Linked DNA regions of Mus musculus: region 2 is linked to region 1. Evidence: chromatin contacts called from public Hi-C data. All regions are on one chromosome and are shown on one strand. The core of a region is the stretch at or near the end of the contact, and the rest is flanking DNA. Distances in the headings are between cores, read along the strand shown. Region 1 overlaps Arhgap42 (Rho GTPase activating protein 42). Region 2 overlaps Arhgap42 (Rho GTPase activating protein 42).

Region 1 (5,264 bases), core at 470-2,969:
AATAACTTTGCTATAATGAACTCACAAATAAAAGTTTCACATGGATAGATTAAGGTGGCTACTCAGAAAACCTCAGCTCCAGAGTCTACCGCTCAGTGAAGTCTACAGCTGAAAGTCTTGTTAGAAAGCACTCACATGGTTTAGTTTCTGGAAGTACTAATACAGTTGTTAGAAGGCCAGTGTAAAACTTATTCACACAGAATGCAAGTTCTTCTTTCTTTTGAGAATAATAATTTATACGCTTGATAGTGCATTTGCTTAAGCTGTAGGAAAAAGAGTAAGGTTTTCTCGGAAAGACTCTGGTTTGCATTCAAAGCGCTTCACCCTAACAAAAGTGTGTCAAAAAATAAAGTCCAAAGCCTACTCCCAGAGCTCTCGGTGGATGGTCCATGAGAGGTGATCCTCAGAGAGAGTAGGGTCTTTATCTGGGGACTATCATGCTGCTTTATTCTTTTAACTATAAAGATTGACTGGGTCTTTCAACTGCTTCCTTTCTCCTATCCCAACTGAGGTAATTGTAGCTGATACTGAAAGAACTTGTAAAGTCTCTCTGGCATCTGCAATTTTGCATTTTATTTTATTTTACTGAAGACAGACAACCATCTTCTACATTGAAAAATAAAACAAACCAACCAAACAAACAAAAGACAAAAACAAAAAAACCACAGTGCAGACAAGCTAAAGGCAAAATTATTTCTGCTGGGGAACCTAAGTGCAAAAGCAGAAATCCAAACATGATGAGAAAAATCCAATTGCATAGCTCTGCAGGGACATGCCAGCTCAGTAGCACACTGTCAAGATTCCATGATGATGAGACCCAGATAAGCAGAGAGACACACACCTTTTACAGAAGACTAAGTGAAGGGTATTTTGGCTAGATTGCTATCCACTCAGGCATTCAGTGATTGATGACTCAACAGTAGGATTTTGTTCTTCCCCGGGTTTGAGGATGGCAGAAATGTATTGGCCAATTGTAGACATGTCACTATGTGTTCTGAGACCAAAAGAGCTAGAGGACATCACAAAATAAGCTGGTAGAAACGGATAATGTATAAATGGCGCTCATCTGTATGTTAAAGCAAGGCATTTGAATGCTTCAAAACTACTTTTAAATATTCTGCAAATAATTAATTGCAGGTGTTTTGCATGTGTTTTCAGAGATATTAGACATAGAACACGAAGCCAGAGACCTTCCCTTTGAAACTGGAGAAATCCTGCTTTCTCAACAAATGAGACTTGCCTAAAGCCAGCCAGTCCCTTTTGTGTTCCTGGCTTTGAGGAGTAACTGAGAGATGGAAGACAAACACACTGTGAGTCCCTGTGATGTTTTGGTATCTGCATATATTGTGAAATCATTTCTATAATCAGGCTAAGTAATATATGCATCACTACATGTATTTTCTGTCCTTGTTTGTGTGATGAGAAGAATTGAAGGTCCATTAAAGAAATTTCAGGTATATACACTGTACTAACTATACTCAGCACAGAGGATGTGAGAATCCCATTCACCCTGAGTCACCCACTAAGCTAACAAGATTACTACTAACTTGCAAGGACCCTGCTTTGTAATACTTTTATAAAACCCAGTAACATACATTTTTCTAACATGAAATCAGTTCTTCTTTGGCATATATTCACCTAGTTGCTACAAAATAAGTCATGAGGATGTCTGTAAAGAGGACTCCCTAAGCTACTGTGGTTTGCCACATTTACATAAGGTCTGGCTTGGTCCTAACTGAGTCACTTTGAGGTCATTGCTAAGGGATGGCAAAGAGGACAGAGTATCCTTACATTCTGCAAGTTGAATTGTAGCTGTTGCTTGTACGGTGCAAATTCCTGGGCAAGTTCATATCCCTCGTGGTAAAATGTAAACAAACCCTGAAGGAAGGACAAAAGCTGCAAAAGATAAAAACATGCACGTAAAAAAATCATAAAAATTTGCTTTTCTATATATGAAAAGACCATCCAATACAAAATATCAAGGTGATTATCAGTCATTCTAATTTCTCAAAGTAATGATTTTTGATCAATGCATTTAGCCATGGAAACATGGGTGTGAGGCAGAAACAAGAGGTCATTGCCCCTTCACTGTCTTTCCCTGAGGTCATGAACATGCATTGTCCGCTGCTCTACCTTCCAAATGCATCATCAAACAACCACTGGGGGCCGCTAAGGGGATCACAGAGAACTGGGAAAGGTCTCTAGACAAAACAGAAGGTGAAAAGGCATTAGATTTAGAGACTGGGCAGGATATCCCAGGAAGGAGCTGGCCACAGTCAATAACAATTTGTCCAGAGGGAGAAAAGAAAATTTACCAGCAGGTGGCAGTATAGATCCTGTTTTGACTAGGGAAGTCTATTCAAGGAGAATTTAAAGCAGATTAAGAGTGAGTTCGAGGCCAGCCTGGTCTACAAAGTTAGTTCCAGGACAGCCAGAGCTATATAGAGAAACTCTGTCTTGAAAAACCAAAAACCAAAAACAAAACAAAAAAAAAAAAAAACAAAAACAAAAAAAAAAAGAGTTGAGTCAGAACATAGGATCACATGATCATTTTTACTCTGAGCAAAATCTTCAGAAAAGAAATTTCATATTCCTAGCCTTGAAATAACAAATTCTTTTGTGCTTACATCTGTAAATAAGGAGGACTTATAAAATTATGGGATGAGTATGTATGTTACTAAGTTTATCTAGAAAAAATGATTCATTTGGTACTTTATATAATTGCCTGCAGTCTTATTCCATAGCCATAGCCACTGTCTCGGTCAGCCTACAGCTTCTTGCTGCAATAGAGTGGAAAATACCTTCAAAAGAAGCCTATACTGTACCATTTGTTATTTTTCAAATTAAAAAGAGAAAGGCTATTTGAAACCATCTTCTTATGAGAGTGGCTTCTCTCACCTCCTCTGTGTGGGGAGGCAGGAACACCCAAGAGTCATCCCATGTGTGTGTTGGGATTGCTAATTCGAGTATGAGCCGGATCTACTAGGGAATGATGACTTCATGCTTTTCTTTCAACATGCAAGTCAACTCCATTCTGAGTTAGGTTCATTTTTAGGAGTTTAACACTAAAAATAATTTCTTAAGTTTTTTTTTTTTCATTTAACTTAATTCTCCAGTTTAGAGCAAACTGGGGCTTAAAGCTGAATTTAAACACTTCCAGGTAGGCCCTGCATGTGTAGATCTAGACTTTTTCAAAGATTAAAAAACATTAAAATACTTCTGAAATGCCTAACTAACAGCAGTCCTCTGACTAGCCATTAGAAGAGCATTTTCTCTGTTGGCATCAGTAATTGGCCCACAGTGAAACTCTCCCACTGAGGATTAGACATCATAGGTAGTGGGTCATTTCAAAGCCATCAGAAGCCACCCAGTTAATTACATTTACAGGGAAGATATTTTTAAAACATTGCAAAAACCTACAAAATATCTAACACCCTTAAATCTACTTTTCTAATATTCTGACTTCTCAGAGTATGGGAGCGGGAAGGCATACTGTGTCAGAAATATCATGGCATCTAAATAGTGTGTGTGGATTCCTGGAGTCTAGCTTGAGGCTCTGGAGTACAGTTAGTTTATCTATTAAAAAATTAGATGCATACAGAAGTGTCACATGTTTGTCAAGTCACTCGAAAGGAAGTAATTTGATAGAGATTGTGGCGAGCCAGCACTCTCCACTGAGACCTGTTTGCTAATTGAGCTTTAAAAGTCATGATTCCAGCACTTCTGTCTCTCTGAGGTTGCTCTGTATCCTAAGCATTTCCAACACATCGACTGCCACAGACAGAAATCCCCCTGCCAGCCTCATTAGTGGGGCTGTAGAACGTCGTAATAGGAAGCATGCATTTTCTTCCAACACATTCTAAGCACCCAGAAGGGAGTGAACAATTTTATTGAAGCACATAAAAATTACATACCGAGAGATGGCTCAGAGGTTAAGAGTACTAGCTGCTCTTGCAGAGGATCTGGATGCTGACATCCAGCCTCCAAATGGCAGCTTATAACACGCTGTAACTCTGGTTTCCAGGGATTTAGTGGCCCTCTTTTGGCCTCCATGGGTATTAGGTACATATATGGTTCACATACATACATGCAGACTAAGCTTATACACACACAAAGTAAAATAAATAAATAAATCTGAAATATTAATTAATGGCACACCAAGAGCGGTCACCTTTTTCCTTGATGCTGCATTTCCTTGGAAGAAGCTTGGTAAAGTCTAAACAAAATGGGTGTGAAAGAAGAGTCCCTAGATGGCGGTAGAGCTCAACGTTTTAAAAAGGAGTGTGTCCATGTACAGGCTGGTGGCACACTAGACAGATGCCATGGTGGTAAACCAATGGCGGTCAGTAGAAAGACCCAGGGAATATGGACACCTGCCCTTCCCAGACCTTCGTCATCTTTGGTCAGTATGGGGGAAAACAAACAAACAAACAAACAAACAAACAAACAAACAAAAAGAAATAAGGCTTAAGCTCTCTATAGAGTAAATGTGACCTTCACAAAAATGATAATAAGGACTAATTGATGTATAATTTTATTTTACACTTAGTATTTTGTGTCTATGTGTGCATGCAGTGGGTGAGTGTGTCACGGTGCACATGTACAGAACAATCAAGAAGGAGTTGGCACTTTCCTTCTACCATGTGGGTTTTAGGGAATAGGGCTTGGTGGCAAGTACTTTTTCTCCAGATTCACATTCGTTTAGTACCAGGAAACTCTGTCACACTTTATTGTTTCCATGGTGTTTAGAGTTAAATTGTTATTTATTAGCCCTCAAACAAAACCAAAAGTCAAAACTTATATACATACTGCAATAAATTGACTGTCATAAAAAAGACCTGTGCCAAGAAGTTTAAGTGGGATGTCACAATTTGGGATAAGGTAAGGAGAAACACACACACACACACACACACACACTTCAAGTGAATGGAAGCTTCCATTTCCTCACAGTTCAACAATACTAATCATACTTGACATCATGACACCATGTTTTTAGATAATTTTTAGAACTAAATAAACGTTCATAATCTTCCCACCTATTGGTGGCCACTTGACTAAAATCCAAATGGATTCGTGGGCATGCATTAGCTACTCATCTCTACACAGACAACTCAGTGGGATAAAGTAAGATGATAGAGCGGGGGCAGTGCCTAGTAAGAGGCAGAACCAGCTGCAGCAGGATGCTCCAAAGCCCCTACTTCCCACAGCCACACACCAACTTCTCATAGTTCCACAACCTCTGGAAACTGGGACATGCATTAAAA
Region 2 (5,792 bases), core at 2,140-4,639, 150 kb after region 1:
AAATCACTGCATAATGAAAGGCAGGATTGAGCTGACTCAAGGGTTATGTACTAAAACCGATTTTAAAATGTAGGCTGGTGGGGTTTTTTAAACCCCCCAAATAGTTCCAAAATTGCTTTAGTGTTTCAAAATGGAATAGAATAGCAGAAAATGAAGTCTGTAAACATATGGGAGAATGAGTTTATTGAAAACAAATCACAGAACACACAGTATAAGTAGAGAATAATGATCTTTGTGCCCTGATTTCCAAAGCAGCCCAGGCCCTACCACTCCACAGTGTCCCTTCTTGTTTTCTGTGGAAGAGCCAGGCATGGTGCCAACATACTCCACATCTTAACCAAGGCAGTGGCTTATGGCTTCTCCTTTCAAATGTCATTCATTATAAAATATTTCCAAACTTTAAAAGAACATTCATTGTATTAGTATGTAAAAAAAAAATCCCTCTGCCATAACCATACTGCCCATATATAGCCATGATACTGCTAAAGACCCAACACTTCTGATTGGTTCAAGAAGAATACAATGAGAGCTGAAAGTCAAAATATACTCCATCAGCATTTTAAGCTTGCCACCTACCATCTCACTCCATTTAAGCTGTATGTGTAAAACAATGTATCTCAGCGAGTTTGCAATTGTTTTCTGCTTAAGTGTACTTTATTATTAGATATGAGAGTGATGTTCCTTGAGTTGGTTTGTGTTTGTTTTAATTAGCTTGCTTTTTGTGATTAATTCTAATCATTAACCTGTCATAATCTTGAACCACCTGGGAAGAATGTCTCAGTGAATGATTGTCTAAATAAGATTTGCCTCTGGGAAAGTCTGTGGGGGATCACCTTGATTACTTTGAGTTGGGAAGATCTGCCTACTATGGGTGGCATCATTCCCTAGGCAGGAGATTCTGGACTGCATGATAGTGGAGAAAGTGAGTTGAACACAGCATGCACTCATTCGTCCTCTCTGCTTCTTGACTGTGGCTATGATGAGATACTTCAAGTTCCTACCACCTTGACTCCTTACAATGAAGAACAGCAACCTATAACCATGAACCAAATAAACCCTTTCTGGTTTAGTTGCTATTATCCAAGTGTTTAATAAAGCAGTAGGAAATAAAATATAAGACAGAAATTTGTATCAGAATTGAGATCATTGCTGTGATAAAATGACTGTGTGGGTTACAGGCTTTGAGAACTGGTTTGCATGAGGAACACAGAAGAGTTTGAAGCTTTGTGCTAGGAAAGTCCTAAAATGCTTTAGGTAGAGCTTTACGAGATGGATCTCTGCTAGATCAAGTACATTAGTGGAGTGGGAAGGGGGAGATTTGAGCCTTAATATCCTGGAGCTACTTTCTGTTTTCTTTCCACTTTCAGACTACAGGCATACTGTGACAGACCTGCCTCATGTTCCTCTGCCATGACTTCCCATCACAATGACTGCATCCCCTCCAGAACCATAAGGCACAGAAAGCCATTTCTCCTTCTGCAATCTTGTCAGGGCATTTTATCAGAGAAAGAGAAAAGCAACTAAGGCAGATCTCATGTTACTTGTCCTGCCTACATACCTGAAGCTTAAGCTCCTGGTTCTCCTGACGCATGCCCAAATGTTGGGATGACATGTGACACCAAGTTAGACCTTTTGGGTCTTTTGTTTTGTTCTTGTTGTGATACAAAATCTTACTCTGTTTTCCCAGCTGTCCTGAAAGTGCAGGCTGCCCTTGAACTAGTGGATGCTGCTGTGCTACAATGTCAGTATCTTTCTCAAGCACCGAGATAATACTTATATAAAGCTTTAATGGAACACATACATTGCAGATGTTCACATGTGTTTCAAAACATTTTAATGGCAATAGAAAATGTGTTTAAGTCAGTGGCAAATTTACTATTTGGGGCCAAAACCATTCAGCTGCAATAGAGCTGTCTTTTAGGTTCTTCTTTGGTAAAGGTTTTCTGCATTACAGATGGAGTCGTCATTTGCTCGAGAGTTATAGGTACAGAAAAGAGGCATTATGAAACATGTAGGTTTCATAATGAACCAACCATTCTATGTATGGATGTATGTATATATGTATATACATCACTGATTATCTTCTTCAAAATGAAACACAGGTGTTATAAGAGATAGCCTGGTGGTTAACAGCACTTGATGCGTTTGCAGACTTGGGCTCAGTTACCAATATTCACATGTGGCTCATGACCATCTGTTACTCGAGATCCAGAGGACCCAATGCTCTCTTCTAGCTTCCAAGACATGCACACCTGTCTTGTGTGTGTGTGTGTGTGTGTGTGTGTGTGCAAATATCCAGCCATAAAATAATATATTAATTTTCAAAAATAATGCAAAAAATATAATTTATAAAAATTAGGAAAAGTTCAAATCACTTTTATTTCAAAGGTATCAGGTTGCTGACACACTTAGCTCACACATGACAGTTGGGCATTTTAGATTACAGGAGCAATGACAATATCACACTCCTGTTCCTGTGTTTCGTCCTTGTGCAGAGTGACCAGCTCTGGGAAGCATAAATGACTGAGACTCCACACTATTTCAGTCTCGGGGTCACCTCCCTCTCTCACAGCTTCAAAGAACATACAGGAAGACCCAGGTGGCAGTGTGACAAGGGCAATCAGTTAAGGCTGTAATACTAGCACATGTATTTGCCACACCACAAACAAGTTCTTGCCTCTCATCCAGGAGGGAATTGTCTGCTGGAGAATAAAACATTATTGTCATCAATAGAATCAACATTACATTAGCCCGTGGCCACCCATGAGGAGGAGGCAGAAAGTGGTGTTTCAAAGCCTGGGTAAGAACTGATTTCAGGAAGAAAAAGGAAACGAATCCCATCCCCCTTCTGTTAGAACATCTGCTGTCACCCTTCTATTTTCTGAAAAGGTCACAGAGGTTCCCTCCAGTTTGCTTGTTTAAAAAACTGAAGAACGCATTTAGAAAGGCTGGAAGTCTCTACTTGGACCAGACACCCTGTGGCTTTCCTTCCAAGCCTGGGCATGTCAAAACAGCACCCAACCATCAGTCATTAGACAATGACAGGTGAAGCCTACTCTTAGGATTAGCTAAAGACAAAACAATGGTTTTTAGATTAAAAAAAAAATACTTCCCACACTAGGTTATTTTATATCATCAACTTAATCTCTACTTTTATTTGGGGGTACTGTGGGAAAGCAGTCCCTCACAGAGAATCTGCTTAATGGGCAATATCTTATATCAGTGTTCCCTACTCATCACTCAGTTGCTATGCTAGTAATTCAGAACGCAGGAAGATGCTGTGCTTAAAATCGAGGCATTCAAGAAGCATCAGTCTCCCAGAGGGGACGCAGAGAGAAGGAAAGGGAAGGAATGTGCAAAGGTCGCTCATGGGACAGGGTCACAGAACACACAACAGTACTGAGTTCATTTCTTTCCCACACTCGGTCTTCATCACACACTCAAACTCCAGGCCGTCCCAGACTGCCTATGGTCTTTCAGGAGGCCCCAGGTCTCACTAGGGCCCAACTCAGACACACTCTTCCTTGTCTGTCACATGTACTCTGCAAAACATCCAGACAGCCCATCAGATAAATCTGTCTTCTTCCCTGAAGCAAGCCCAATTATTGGAAGCCACATGCCCTTGCTCCAGGGCTTCATAGAGAACCTTTCATTACCCATGTCTTCTTAGGACAAGAGATAAGAATCATAATACTCTGCTTACATATACACAGCACACCCACACATGAACACAGGCATGTGGCTGTCTGGGATACATTTGGAGAAATGCGTCATTAGGCGATTTAGCCACTGCATACTTACACAACCCCAGATGGTCCAGCCTGTCACTTCTAGGCTACACAGGAGTGAAATCATATATATGCATGCAGTCAGTTGTTGACCAAACACTGTTAAACAGCTCATGTAGCAATATGTGTTTTACAACAATATATTTATTAGTAAAGATCCAAAGCCATAGCAGCCCTGTGCCAAACTCTAGAAGTGGCTAAACTTTCCCCAGAGCAGAAGAGGAGAGCCTGAATCACAGGAGGTCACAGGAGTTTCCAGGTCTCCTTCATTCCAGACCTCAGATGCACAGCACCCCAGCAAAGCCTTCCTTCCTTCAGCCATTTGCCCTCACCCCTCATCAGAACTCGCTCCTCATAGTGCCGCCTTCCTAGTAGGTTTGAATTCCATTTCCACTAGGGAGTAGCTTTTTCTGTCTCAGCCAGATTGCTTAAGCTCTTCTTCGTAGTCTCAGTTTTCTATCTACAGAAGAAGTGCTGTTTGGAAGATTAGGAGAATAAACTTATAAGTTTCCTCATCGAATATATTTTCTCCTCTTTTATAACAAAAGAAAAAAGACATGTGCAAACTGGCAAAAGGAAGGGGAAGGGGTTAGGAGTTAGTCAGATAGCTAGGTTTTCCCTTTAATTTTGTTGTTGTTGTCTACGTTTTTTAAAATATTTTTTATTTGTTTACCTATTTATTTTACTTACTAACTTTATATCCTGCTCGCTGCCCCCTCCTGGTTACCCCCTCCCATAATCCTTCCCCCATCCCTGTGGGTTTTGTATTTTAATGAGGCAGGGTCTTGAGTAGCCCAGGTTATCTATGTAGCCCAGGTTATCTATGTAGCTGGGGAGGATTCTCCTGCTTCTTATTTTCTGCCTGCTGGAACTGCAGAAATGCACCTCCATGCCTGGCTTTACATGTACTGAGGGAGCAAACCTAGGGCCTTCATGCATGGTAGGCAAGTGCTTTAGAAACTTGCATGCCCAGCCAGCTGGTGTTTTTTAAACCTGGACTGCACATGGAAACTGCACTGAAACAACAGTATCTAAAATGTTTTAGCATTTTAGGCTTCACCGAAACATGAAAAAGTCCAGAAATTAATTATACAAAAACACTAACCCAATACAAAGGTTTTAGGAAGTCCCAAAGAATTAACAAGCATTCCAATTTTTAGGTCAATATTAAGAAAATGGAATTCCATTTAAAAAATAACTATCCTGCCTCCGGACACATCTCCCACAGAAATATTTTCACATAGCCACCACCTCTCTAGGTAAACGGTGGCTGGAACATAGGTCGGGTGCTTTGGGCAGCTGTGTGCTCGGGTGGGGCATGAAAGGAATGAATGTGGTTATCAAGGCGTTTCTGAGTAAGGAGCCCTTGGAAGGAGATGACAGTGAGGGGTCATGGGAAAAGAAGTTCCCTTCACCCCACTTCCTGGCCGCATTCACAGTGTACAGGCCATCAGCAACTGATGTTTACCAAAGGGAACTGAAGAGGGGACTCTCTGGGTGGGGGAGAAACATCGAAGACCACAGATAGATACAGAGCTTACGCTTATAACATTATACTGGGCTCTCTGGGTGGGGGAGGGACAATGAAGCCCACAGATACAGGGCTTACTCTTTATTACATTACACTTTAAAAATGCTAGACATGGTTTGCAGGCTTTAGCACATTTCACCACACCAAACAGTTAATCCCTACAGCTTTGATAAATCCAGATAAATCAAGAAATTCTTCAGTTAATCACACAAATAAAATTCAATGAAGAGAAAAGACAATGTTCATTGTATCCTTTTTAGAACAATATGTTTGCAATCTGAGGTTACTTTCAGTGTCCTAAAAAGAAATATTTCAGGATTGCAAATTAAGAGCTGAAGGGGTCTGTAGCAGGAACAACAATATGAACTAACCAGTACCCCCAGAGCTCGTGTCTCTAGCTGCATATGCAGCAGAGGATGGCCTTGTTGGCCATCAATGGGAGGACAGGCCTTTGGTCTTGTGAAGATTCTATG

Evidence for each region. Hi-C and Micro-C count contacts between places; a contact is called where the count stands out from the background.
Region 2: a contact with region 1 is called in a Hi-C map of the C2C12 cell line, with 4 times the contacts expected there. The contact joins two enhancer-like sites. A contact is called at or near these places in 4 of 484 Hi-C or Micro-C datasets (the C2C12 cell line, adipose-derived mesenchymal stem cells, embryonic stem cells and 1 more).

Annotation. Positions count from the first base shown.
Region 1 is chr9:9,047,097-9,052,360 of GRCm38.p6, forward strand. Arhgap42 (Rho GTPase activating protein 42) reads right to left here. Exons shown (of 24, transcript NM_001372563.1): 7 at 1,792-1,896. Among named protein-coding and RNA genes, the nearest start is that of Pgr, 150 kb to the left of the region's middle. Within about 2 kb of position 1,720, at least 14 of the 459 cell types and tissues checked have an H3K27ac peak or open chromatin away from gene starts, as enhancers often do. A contact at or near this core is called in the C2C12 cell line and adipose-derived mesenchymal stem cells, where this site is marked.
Region 2 is chr9:9,195,937-9,201,728 of GRCm38.p6, forward strand. All of the region lies in intron 1 of Arhgap42 (Rho GTPase activating protein 42), which reads right to left. Among named protein-coding and RNA genes, the nearest start is that of Gm16833, 37 kb to the right of the region's middle. Within about 2 kb of position 3,390, at least 44 of the 459 cell types and tissues checked have an H3K27ac peak or open chromatin away from gene starts, as enhancers often do. A contact at or near this core is called in the C2C12 cell line and adipose-derived mesenchymal stem cells, where this site is marked.